3 separate regions of the Zea mays genome follow, and all the other regions are linked to region 2. A link is a contact called in public Hi-C data. All regions are on one chromosome and are shown on one strand. Each heading gives the region's core, a stretch centred on a gene start, on an enhancer-like site or on the middle of the called end of the contact. The rest is flanking DNA. Distances are from core to core; before and after follow the strand shown. Region 1 holds the start of LOC103643272 (transcription factor JUNGBRUNNEN 1). Region 2 holds the start of LOC100192110. Region 3 holds the start of LOC100274073.

Region 1 (3,819 bases), core at 447-2,946, 150 kb before region 2:
TACATGGCATTCCTAACCAAAACTGAACCAAAAAAAAATGTTTCTGCAGCTAACAGAAATGCTAACAGATGAAGGAAACTCACACTCACAGCACCTGTAGACTGTACATGTAAACCTATGAGATACTCTCCGTAATGCAATGCAATTGCTAAATGCCGCTGCCCTGCCCTAGTGTGGCAGCAGCTCAGCCTGGACAGCAGCCGGGGTCAGCAAGGACTCCCAGGGTATGTTGCACCTCCACTCCTCTGAAGAATCTGCACCCAGATCAAAAGGGAAGCTGACCCTCCCCGCAGTTTCCCAGTCACCGCTGCTGGTGCTGAAGCCATTATTGCTGGGCTTCCTGGTGGACGAGTCCTGGCTCCTGCCACCGACGATGCCGCCATTGACATCGGCAGAAGAGTCGACAACGAACCCACCGAGGTGATGATCAGGATGCGCGCCGAAGAAGACTGGCGCGGCGGCTGCAGTCTTGTGCGTCCCTTGCACTTCAAAGGGGAAGGTGACTGGGAAGCTCAAGCTCTGGGGTCGTCCCTCCTCGGATGGGCTGCTGCTGGTGAAGTTGATGAGCTTGCATGAGGAGGAGCCGTCCAGAGACGGGCTGTTGGTACCCTTCTTCTGCTGGTGCTGGCCATGAACATGCAAGCCATGCCTGCTGCTGAACTGGCCTGCTGCAGGCGCAGCCGGTGCAACCTGCAGTGAGCTCTCGAGAGCGAATTCTGAAGCCTGCACTGACTGCAACGCGTTGATCATATCATCTGCCTCTGTTGCCCCCAGCAGTGGGGGCCCCCAGGTGTGCGACAGCGCTCGTTGCGCCAGCGAACTGGTTTTCTTGAAGATCCTACAGATAGTCCACGAGTCCTGCTTGCGCCAAAAACCACGTTTGGAATCTAGCTCTTGGACTGTACAGTAATGTGAAATTGCCTGCAGACGCTAGCTACTTACATTGAGTGGAATGGTCTTGTCGATCGGACGCTTGGGGAGCGAGGGATCGGCGAGCGAAGGGAGCCTGAACTCGTGCATCATCCAGTCGGTCTTCATCCCTCTCGCCGCTCTCCCTTTGTAGAACACGAGGGACTTCTTCAGGCCCACGCACTTGGTGCCCTCGGAGGAGTAGATCGGCCTGTCTGTCCCTGTGGCCTTCCAGAAACCGGCTGCCGTCACTCTGTTTGGTCTTACGCTGTTGCGGTATTTCCGATCCCTTGGGCAGTAGAAGTACCACTCCTTCTCACCGGTGCTCGCAAGCTCTGTTGATGAATGAACAAGAACAAACCGTAAACTTCAAGAAAGAAGGTCTGAGCAGTACGAGTTCTGAAAGAAGGTGTGGCGTCTTCTTACTTGGGAGATCCCACGGGTCGTACTTGTATATGTCCAGCTGCCTGATCAGCTCGATGGAGATAGGCTTTTGCTGGACCTTCCTCTTGAGGTAGAAACTGACCAGCTCTTCGTCGGTGGGATGAAACCGGAAACCCGGCATCAGGATCTCATCTGACTTCTCCATGTTGGTGCCATTCCTCTCCTCCATACCTTGCAAACTAAAGCGATGAAGCCCCTGCTTGCTCCTGGTTACAAACTTACAAGGTATCTTGTGAATGGCTTTCTGGGATGAAGCTGCTGAGGTGAAGACAACACCCAAGAACTGTATACTACTGCACTTGCAAATCTATTACACACCTTGTGTTTATATATGAAGGCCAGAGGTGCTTGATGAGGCCCACCAGCCTGAAGATTAAACAATTGTATGTACTTCCTTCTCTATTTGAAGCTGTCATGGTTTATTTAAATGGCGGATCAGTGACTCAATAAGGACAATCTAGGAGAGATAAGACTGTCTCCGTCCCTTTCGGTTCACACTTACACCACCCAGGTACGGCAGTCAAAACAATCCTTAAACTAAGCAGCAGTGCTTCATATACCAGTTTGAGCCTCCCCAGGTAAACAAAACAGCCTGAAAAATACGCCCAACTTTTACTTTGATCTGCATGAACTTCAAGATATGTTCCTCCAGGGTTCTGGATCCAAAAATCCCTTCCCATGTAGCTTTATGCATTGCTTTTGTCAGTTTGTGCTTTGGGGTTCTAATATGATTTGTGGCCGCTAAATGCATTTTGCATTGAATTTGACATAATCCTAACACACACAGACAAAGTTTCATGCTACTTGGTTTCTCTTGAGAAATTCTTTTCTCTTGCCTACTGTTGGTGCCGATCTGGACGTTAAACACCGGGAAATGAACCGTCTAGCGGTGCTCTCTGCGGAGGCGCAGATGATCCGCGGCCCTGGGCCAGACAGTCCACAACTTGAACGCAAGAGCGGCTCCTTCTCTACGTACGTCTGGAAGGTCTACGCTTGGGGCTCGGACGGTCCAGATGGCGTAGAGGGCTGTCTTCTTCGTAGTAGACCTAGATCTCGCATCCCGAGAGGGACCTCGTCAGGTAGGAGAGATCTTAGGGTGTGTCTTGAGGCTGGCAGACCACCCAAGACGCCTCTAGTTAACATAGAGCCGAAGAGATGTGAAGGTTCGAGATAGATGAAGGCTAAACTAGGGCTACTCCTAATGCGTAAGGTAAAAATGATAAGTATATATAATTGATTTGATCGATTGTGGGGGTTTAATCGGTTGTACCCCTTCATCTATAAAAAGGGTGGAGGTCTGGACCCATTACAAGTCGGTTCTCAAGTTAATCCCGCAGGTTTTGCTAACAAATCCCGCTAGAAATCCGGAACCTTAACTGATTCTGCGCACGGGCGGACCATCTGTGCTGCTATGGCGGACAATTCAGACCGTGGACCATCTGGCCTCAGGGTCCGACCGTCCGCACGTTATTTTTGTACTCAACATATGCCCCCTTGCCTTTTGGTAAAGGTTGACGAACTAAAAGCATATGTACTACCAGCACCCTTCGGGAAACAATAGATCTCACAAGTTACCTTGTTACCGAAATAAGAATTAAGTCCGACGCAAGTCACCGGCTTTTCAATCCAATAGGGTGATCGTTCAATTGAGCTCCAATGCATAAAGGCAGTTTCAGATTGCATCTTTCTTGGCTATGACCATCTCATGAATAGATCAAAAGGTATAGAATGGAGGTGTCCCTAGCCTAAAGAGGCAAAGGAACTATGCATGTACCATGGGTTCAACGTCGTACCGTTCCACATTTGAATAGGATAATATATCAATGATGAATAGCCGGGTGAAATCATTCTGGCATCACTGGATGACTAGGTGATGCTTGCTGCTTCGCTTTTTGTGCCGTTTTGTTTTAGCGGGTGCCAGTGTTTCTTTGTTGGCCGATCACGTAGAACGACCTTCTTGCTAGCATATTTGGAGAGAAATTGATCAAAAGTAGGACCGACTTTAACCAGCCAACCATGTGCGTTATGTGTGCTTTACCCCTATGTCCCCTTTTTTGTTTGTGTAGAGGTCGACACCCCTAGTTATGGGCGAACTGTCCGGCTGAGTCAGCCAGACCATCTGTTTGAGCACCGGACCGTCCACGCGCAGGTGTCAAACTGTCCGTGATGCTTGAGTCAGGGAGCTTTGCTTGGCTTCCCGATTGAGCCTGCCCCCCAGAGCCTCTGGACTTGTGATATATTCGACACGCGAGGATCACCAATGGCAATGTTTTTGCTTTTGCCTTTATTGGCTAATTTTGGTCGAACCAAGACTTTTTTACTTATCAGTTCTATTATATTGACAGGAAATGGTTGCGTGTCCACTTGCATCTCATTAAACTCAATCGGCCCTCATTTATGGCTGATTGTATCTGTCGACAAAAACGTTACAATCATGGTGGCATGAAAAAAGAATTATGCCACTTG
Region 2 (3,484 bases), core at 183-2,682:
AGGGGGTTCCACCAGCAACATGGCGGTCCGTTGGTACCATGATTCCTGTGAAATGGTCGCGTAACGCTGCCTGCCTGCCTGCCTGCCATGGTGTGTGGCAGAACTTGTTGCTGGCTTCTTCTCCTTGTTGGCACGTACGTCTCATATATACTTATTATTAGCTGCCAAATAAGAAAGAAGTCCGTGCTCCGGCCGCCACGTACACGATGACGATTGCCGCCGCTTGGGCCGCTGGATCGCCCCTGTTTCCCCACCGTGACAAGGAAAGCTCACCGGCGACACGACGTATGTACGCCGCCGTTGCCCAGCAGCGGGAAAGCACGCCGGGATAACGAAGAGGTGGTCCTACGCGCCGTGTAATCAAACAGTACACCCTAAGGTATATCCAACCAGGAGACGTACGTGCCCTACTGCGCACGTATCGTGCACAAGTTTTTTTCTCATCGATCCTCCTATTTTGTGTGTGCGGTGTGTGTGTGAAAATTAAAGAAGCGCGCGGAACCTCGATTACACGCTTGGTCACTGGAGATGGAGACCGGCGTTGGACTCTCGACCACAGTCCTCTCTACAGAAACCCAAAAAGGAAGAGTAAATCTGTAAATGTTCTCTCTCGAGAAAGTAGTAGGGTTGGACAAAATACTCATGTCCCGTGAGCTCGTTCGACTCGTGGTCGGTTTGACTAGGGCTCGACTCGGCTCGTTTCAAACCTTTCACGAGTTAAGCTAACATCTCAGTTCGGTTTGTTAACTAGTCGAGCTCGCTAACTTAAATGAGCAAAAAACATACCCCCGCACTTGTAATGGATGAACTAATAAGTGATGAAATTTGATAATTTGATGTTGGATTGACGTGGTACGTGAAATTGTGAGTATTATTAATCTTTTCTAATATTAAATTGGTCTACAATTAAATAGTAATTGATTATATTGTTTTTTTTGTTATGGTTCGCGAGCTAAACAAGCTAAAGCCAACTCGAGCTCGCAAATGAGTCAAACCGAGCTAGTTATCTGGCTCGGTCCCTTCACGAGTCGATTCAAGTGTTATCTTAACAAGCCAGTTTGGTCTCGGTCGGGTCGAGTCGAGTCGAGTCGAGTCGAGTCGAGTCGGCTCGATATCCAGCACTACCAAATAATATCCACTGTATGCATTATTTTCCATCCGTTCATTAGTTTTAGTTCAATGATAAGTAGAAACGGATTCCAAATAAATAAAGAAAACCGTCCGTGAAGCGTGAACGCTGCGCGCAGGTCGGATTATTCAGACTGAGTGGTCCCGCCGTGCCGACCACAAGTCCACAACACACACAAGCCATGCATGCATGTCGAGCTCCCTGTCACTCTCCAGCTAAACGGCCCTACTTGCCTTCCACACCTATCAACCCCAGCCGGCCGCTCGTTAATTAGCTTCCATGTCTTGCAGCAGGCTGCGGCAAGCAAGCGATCACTCGCTTCTTGAATTGCACGATTAGGTTTCCGTTTCCTTTTTCTTCGTCCCCGTGGGAATATGCCCCCGCGCGCTACTGCCATTTTGTTGCCATACGCATGCGTGCGCGCCACCGTCGCCTTGCCGTGGATCCACATCCACCCTAGCTGCCTCCCGATCCCACGCCCAAAGCTTCCTATAAATTCGCACCCCCAGCGCCTCGCAACCTTCATCTCCCACCTCGATCCCTGCGCTGCAAGCAACAAAGTTCTACTCTGTCCACCCGTCCATCTAGCTCCCAAGAACCAACCCGTACCAGCGCTATCCGGCCGGCCATGGCGGCGGCGCGCCGGCTCTCCCTGCCCCTCGTCCTGCTGGTCGTCCTGGCCGTCGCCGGGCGCGCGGCGGCGCAGGACTACGACTTCTTCTACCTCGTGCTGCAGTGGCCGGGGGCCTACTGCGACACCAAGCAGAGCTGCTGCTACCCCAAGTCCGGCAAGCCGGCGGCGGACTTCGGGATCCACGGCCTCTGGCCCAACCGCGACGACGGCACGTACCCGCAGAACTGCAGCCCCGACAACGCCTTCAACCCGTCGAAGGTGCATGCACACGCGATTCTTCATCTTCCCCTTCCCCTCTTCCTCTCGCGCCGCCCCGCCCCGCATGTGTTTGATCATGCCGCGGCGGCGTGTTCTTGGGTTTCATCCGCGCGTGCCAAGTGCCAACACGTACGTCTTTTGCATTGTGTCCTCACGACGTACGTTACGCTTTAGATTGTTGGCGCTTTTGCTGTTCATTCGGCGAGGTCTTTCTGTTCTCTGCTATTGGCAAAAAAAAAAAAAAAAATCCGATGCTGACTGATGCTGGCATGTACTGTACGTTCCAGGTGAGCGACCTGCTGAGCAGCCTCCGCGCCAAGTGGCCGACGCTGGCGTGCCCGTCCAACGACGGGCTGCGCTTCTGGGGCCACGAGTGGGAGAAGCACGGCACCTGCGCAGCCGACGTCTTCGACGAGCACGGCTACTTCCAGGCCGCGCTGCGCCTCCGCGACCAGCTGGGAGTCCTCGGCGCGCTCACCTCCGCCGGCGTCAAGCCCGACGGCGGCTACTACACGCTGAGCCAGATCAAGGGCGCCATCCGCCAGGGCACCGGCTTCGAGCCCTACGTGGAGTGCAACCGCGACGAGGCCGGCAACAGCCAGCTCTACCAGCTCTACTTCTGCGTCGACGCCGCCGGCGACAGCTTCGTCGACTGCCCCGTCCTCCCCAGCGGCAGGCCCTGCGGCAACCGGATCGAGTTCCCGGCTTTCTAAGCTAACTCACTCTTCACGTCAGTTGCTGCAATATACTGCTAGTCCTTTTGCTTGCATTCTATGCAAGAGGATAATGGAATGTTCATTCCCCATTCTTCAAAGTTTTTTTTTTGCAAATAAAAGGAGGCGATCGGTGTTCCATATTTATTATGTTGATCATAACATAACATTCAGAGAACAATTCATAAGTTCAGTCACACGTGTTGTCTTGTTGCACGCATCATGCCTTCAGCAACTGCAAACCACAAACACTGCACAACCAACCACACATGTGCTTCTTGTTGTCGACGCGACAGGCATCGCATTCAGGCCGCGGATACGAAACCAAAGCGTGCACGGGCAGCGCATTCCATTTTCAGATTTGCCGCCCAAGCTAGAAGACGATGTAATTTTTCAGATCTGGCGTACAAGCAACAAGCTAGAAGACAATATACTGAAGCGTAACAAATGCACGCCTTGACTGCCTTCCAGGCAGAAAAAAACATAACAGTAAGAGCCAGGTAGAAACTCCCAATCAGAGAACAGGACAGCAGAACCAATTTTTTATAGCTTTTATAGTACTTGAACTCCGAATCCACCGAAACATATGCTACCTTCCAGCCATCCCTGTTCCCGATCGTCGCCATCAAGGTCTTAGACAACAAATTCTACTAGGTATAGTCAACCAATGAGACAATTACATATGAAAAGAAAAGGTTAACTTCTGTAGCCAATGAAGCCAGGGCTTTTCTGTTGAAAAGTAGCAAAATA
Region 3 (3,515 bases), core at 870-3,369, 150 kb after region 2:
TGCTTGGCTTCCTGGAGACCAGGACGAAGCGAAATCCAGATCTGCCACTGGACGCAGCGCTGCTCCGCTTGTCTCCGTGCTGTTCAGCTTGGGCGCTTCCTGCTCATCTCCTCGGCGTTGCTGAGCTGCTCCGCTGGCGGGCTGGCGGCTGGATGCGATTACACGACGCGCTGACACAGGTACGCGGCTGGCGGCTGGAAGCTGGAGGCGGAGACGCGACTTGTACTGGGCCTATTTGCTTGTATTGGGCCGCGACCGGGGCTGCAGCCCAGGCAGCCCCGGTCGTAGATCCGCCTCTGCTACTACAGTTCTGTACTATGCATACATCCTTGCATTGCATTGCACCTCAAGCATACGGCATGCATCATCTGCAGCTGGGCCTGCCTCTAGTTCAAGCCATGATTTTTCACAGGGGTACATACATGAAGCAGAAGAACCATTTGCATAAATTGGAATATTATGTATATCATATATTATGGAATGAAGAGCAGTGTGGTCGCTGCAGACTTGCAGTGTATGTAGCCAGCTGTTTCAGCAGCAGACGTTGCTCAAAAGCCTGCCCCCTCCCAAGCAAGTCCCAACCTTGAAGGCCACCCCGCCAATCATCCGATGCTGGGCACATGCAGCACAGATGCTTCTGATCAGGATCTTCGTCGCCTACCTGTTGAGATCAATCTCTGACGAAGTGCCGTCCTCGTCCTCAGCTGCAGCTGCAGCTCCAACGTCGGCTTCCTCTGCCTCGTCCTCGTCCTCGTGCCTCTGCAGGAATGTACTCTCCTCGCCCTGCACCGGCCGCTCGACGGAGCAGTCGCGCGTACCAGCGCACGTGTTGGCGCCGGCGGGGGCCTGGCTCTCGGCCTCCGAGGAGGAGGAGGAGGAGGAGGACGTCACGCAGCTGTCGGCGGAGCGGTGGCGCATCGGGGAAGGCGAGGTGGAGCAGCAGGAAGTGGAGGACAGGCACCCGGTCCCGGTCTCCACCGCGGAGGCCAGCTCCGAGAGCTCTGCCTCCGCGCCGGTGGCCGGCGAGCCCAGTATGTGGTCGGCGAGGGCCTCCTGCGCCCGGCGCAGCACGGACTGCATGTACCTCCCCTGCGCCTCGATCCTCAGCTGGAGGTGCCGCTGCACCTGGCATGCATGAATGAACCGAGCTCAGCAGCTTGATCAGAAACCACGAGCTCGGAATGGTGATCGACCGACACCGACCCATCGTTTACCTCGATCTGCATCTGCTCATGCCGCTTCCTTTTCGCCTCTCTCTGCACCCGCGCCGCCATGCTCCCGGAAGAATCACCATGCAGGTCGGCCACGGAACCGTCGTCGTACTCGTCCAGCTGGCTCTCCGAGGAGGACGACCGCTCGTTGGCGCCACCTCCGTTGTCGCCCTCGCCCACCGGGGACGCGGTGCCTTGGCTCACCGCCAGCCGGTACCTCTGCAGCAGCAGTGACAGTGTGGTGTGGTGTGGACCACATGATCGAAGGGTCGATCAGGAGGCAGAGTTGAGCGGCGCACGGATCATCAATCAAGAGACGAACAATTCGCCGGAGGCCGAGGCGGGATGTACGGTACCTGGAGGTGGCTCTTGAGGTGGTACAGCGTGAGCCCCGACACGGCCATCGCCCTCATCACGGACTTGGGCGTCGCCTCTGCAATGTTTTGGTAACGAAAGCCGACGTCGGTAGTAGTAGCATTCAAGCAAGCGGTCAAAGAAAGGACTGGACAGGCTCTGGCTGCGAGTTCGTGGGCGGACGACTTAGATGAGAGGAACTCACTGTCCGCGCCGCCGAGCTGGGCCACGGCGAGCACGAAGCGGCCGTGCAGCTGGCGCGTCCACCTGAGCCGCGCCCTGGCCTCGTCGCCGCGCCCGTGCTGCTGTTGCCCACCCAGCGACGACATCTCCAACGTGCCCGCCGCGGCGCTTCGTATGGTATCACAAAAGCGTCGGTGGCGTGGCCAGCATGAGAGGCAGCAGCAGCCGCCGGAGTGGTCGCGTCGCGGACGAGACGACGACGACAGCGCGCGGCTGCTTCTACGACGGCGACACAGCAAGCAGCTGGTGTGCTCCTGGCCAACCAGCGACAGCAGCAGCAGCAGCAGCAAGGTGATCGATCGAATGCCAGATGCCACTGCGAGCTGCGCGGGGGCTCTTATAGATAGGCGGCCGGTCGGTTCCTTTCGTGTGACTCCACCAGAGCACCGCTCGGAGATATTCCGTCTCCACCTGCAGCGGGCAGCGGCATATGTATGGATGGATGGATACGCCCGGGGTCGAATCGGCGGGCAAGGCAAGGGAATATGGCGCGTGAGGCAGCTGGGGGCCAGGGCCAGGCCTGGCCATGGCACCATGGCAGCATCTTCTTTTGCATCCTCCATGTCACCACTCACCACCCCAATTGTTTGCTGCTTTTGCTTTCACTTCTTTGACCTGGAAGAGAGGGAGAATCTTTCAGCAGCAGTAGGCGGGGCAAAAGCGAAACAGCTCAACTACAACCCTCTCAAAAGGATAGAGTTTTTTTTTCTTGAGAGAGAGAAAGAAACATTTTCTTTTGATGTAACGAAAAAAAAAGGTGGAAAAGGAAGACGAGAGAGAAGCAAAGGGCTGTCCGCCATCGCATTGATTTCTCGTGCATTGTATTGCATTGCTGTTGTTCTCTTGCTGTTTTCTCACCCTTCTCGCCTGCTTGCGCCTTGGATTGGATTCTGTCCTCCCTCGGAGCCCCACCACCACCGTCTCACACTCTCACGAGCAAACGCTGCCTCTCCTCTGCAGCATCAAGGCTTTGTCGGCACACGAAAGTTTGCTTTCAAGTGAAGATAGATACATGGCGCATATGCATCAAAGATGCCCTATCTATGTGTTGAGCACCATATATATATGCCACCTGAGAAAAGTCGGAAAGTATGGCTACGTGGCTGTACAGCTCGGGCTACGGACGATCCGCGATTAGATGAGATTAGACGTGATTACCCCTTTTTGTATGTTTATCTATTTAAACTCGTGTATTCTGTTAGAGAACGCCTAGAAATGTGTCCAGACCTACCTCTCTATATAAAGGGGTACGGGTGATTGCGCGCACCAACAATCGAACCAATCAACCAGTTTATCAATTCCTTTACTTTTTTGCCCTAAGAGTAGCAGTAATGTAGCATTCTTCATCTCCATCTTCACCTCTCTTCGACTCTACATCGTATGGAGGCATCTTGGGTGGCTTGCCAATCCCAAGACAAACCTAGAATCTCATCACTCTGACAGGGTCCCTCCCGAGGGACGAGATCAAGGTGTTGTTGGCAAACGCCGCCACCCCACTGCACGCGCGAACCGTTCGGCCACCAAGCGTTGGCTCAACACAAGGAAGACCCACTCCTACCGCCAGGTCGCAGACTATCCGACCCTAGGCCACAGAGCGTCCGCGCCACCGCAAAGAGCACCGTCGCCAGTATAACTCTCGGTTATTGGCGTCCAGATCGGCGCTAACACACTTTTTAGCGACTGCGCTGGGGACAAGGCGTTTGGATT

What was found. A called contact is a pair of places that touch in the nucleus more often than the background predicts.
Region 1: a contact with region 2 is called in a Hi-C map of ear, with 2.5 times the contacts expected there. The contact joins the promoter of LOC103643272 here to the promoter of LOC100192110 in region 2. A contact is called at or near these places in 3 of 25 Hi-C or Micro-C datasets (ear, leaf and tassel).
Region 3: a Hi-C map of endosperm shows a contact between it and region 2, with 2.0 times the contacts expected there. The contact joins the promoter of LOC100274073 here to the promoter of LOC100192110 in region 2. A contact is called at or near these places in 2 of 25 Hi-C or Micro-C datasets (bundle sheath and endosperm).

The regions. Positions count from the first base shown.
Region 1 is chr1:217,781,901-217,785,719 of Zm-B73-REFERENCE-NAM-5.0, forward strand. It overlaps LOC103643272 (transcription factor JUNGBRUNNEN 1), which reads right to left and starts at 1,697. Exons shown (of 3, transcript XM_008666436.3): 1 at 1,336-1,697; 2 at 943-1,244; 3 at 1-858. The coding sequence starts at 1,522. The coding sequence ends at 169.
Region 2 is chr1:217,936,941-217,940,424 of Zm-B73-REFERENCE-NAM-5.0, forward strand. It overlaps LOC100192110, which reads left to right and starts at 1,433. Exons shown (of 2, transcript NM_001137533.1): 1 at 1,433-2,021; 2 at 2,309-2,852. The coding sequence starts at 1,758. The coding sequence ends at 2,734.
Region 3 is chr1:218,084,107-218,087,621 of Zm-B73-REFERENCE-NAM-5.0, forward strand. It overlaps LOC100274073, which reads right to left and starts at 2,120. Exons shown (of 4, transcript NM_001353587.1): 1 at 1,771-2,120; 2 at 1,568-1,644; 3 at 1,215-1,430; 4 at 422-1,125. The coding sequence starts at 1,894. The coding sequence ends at 658.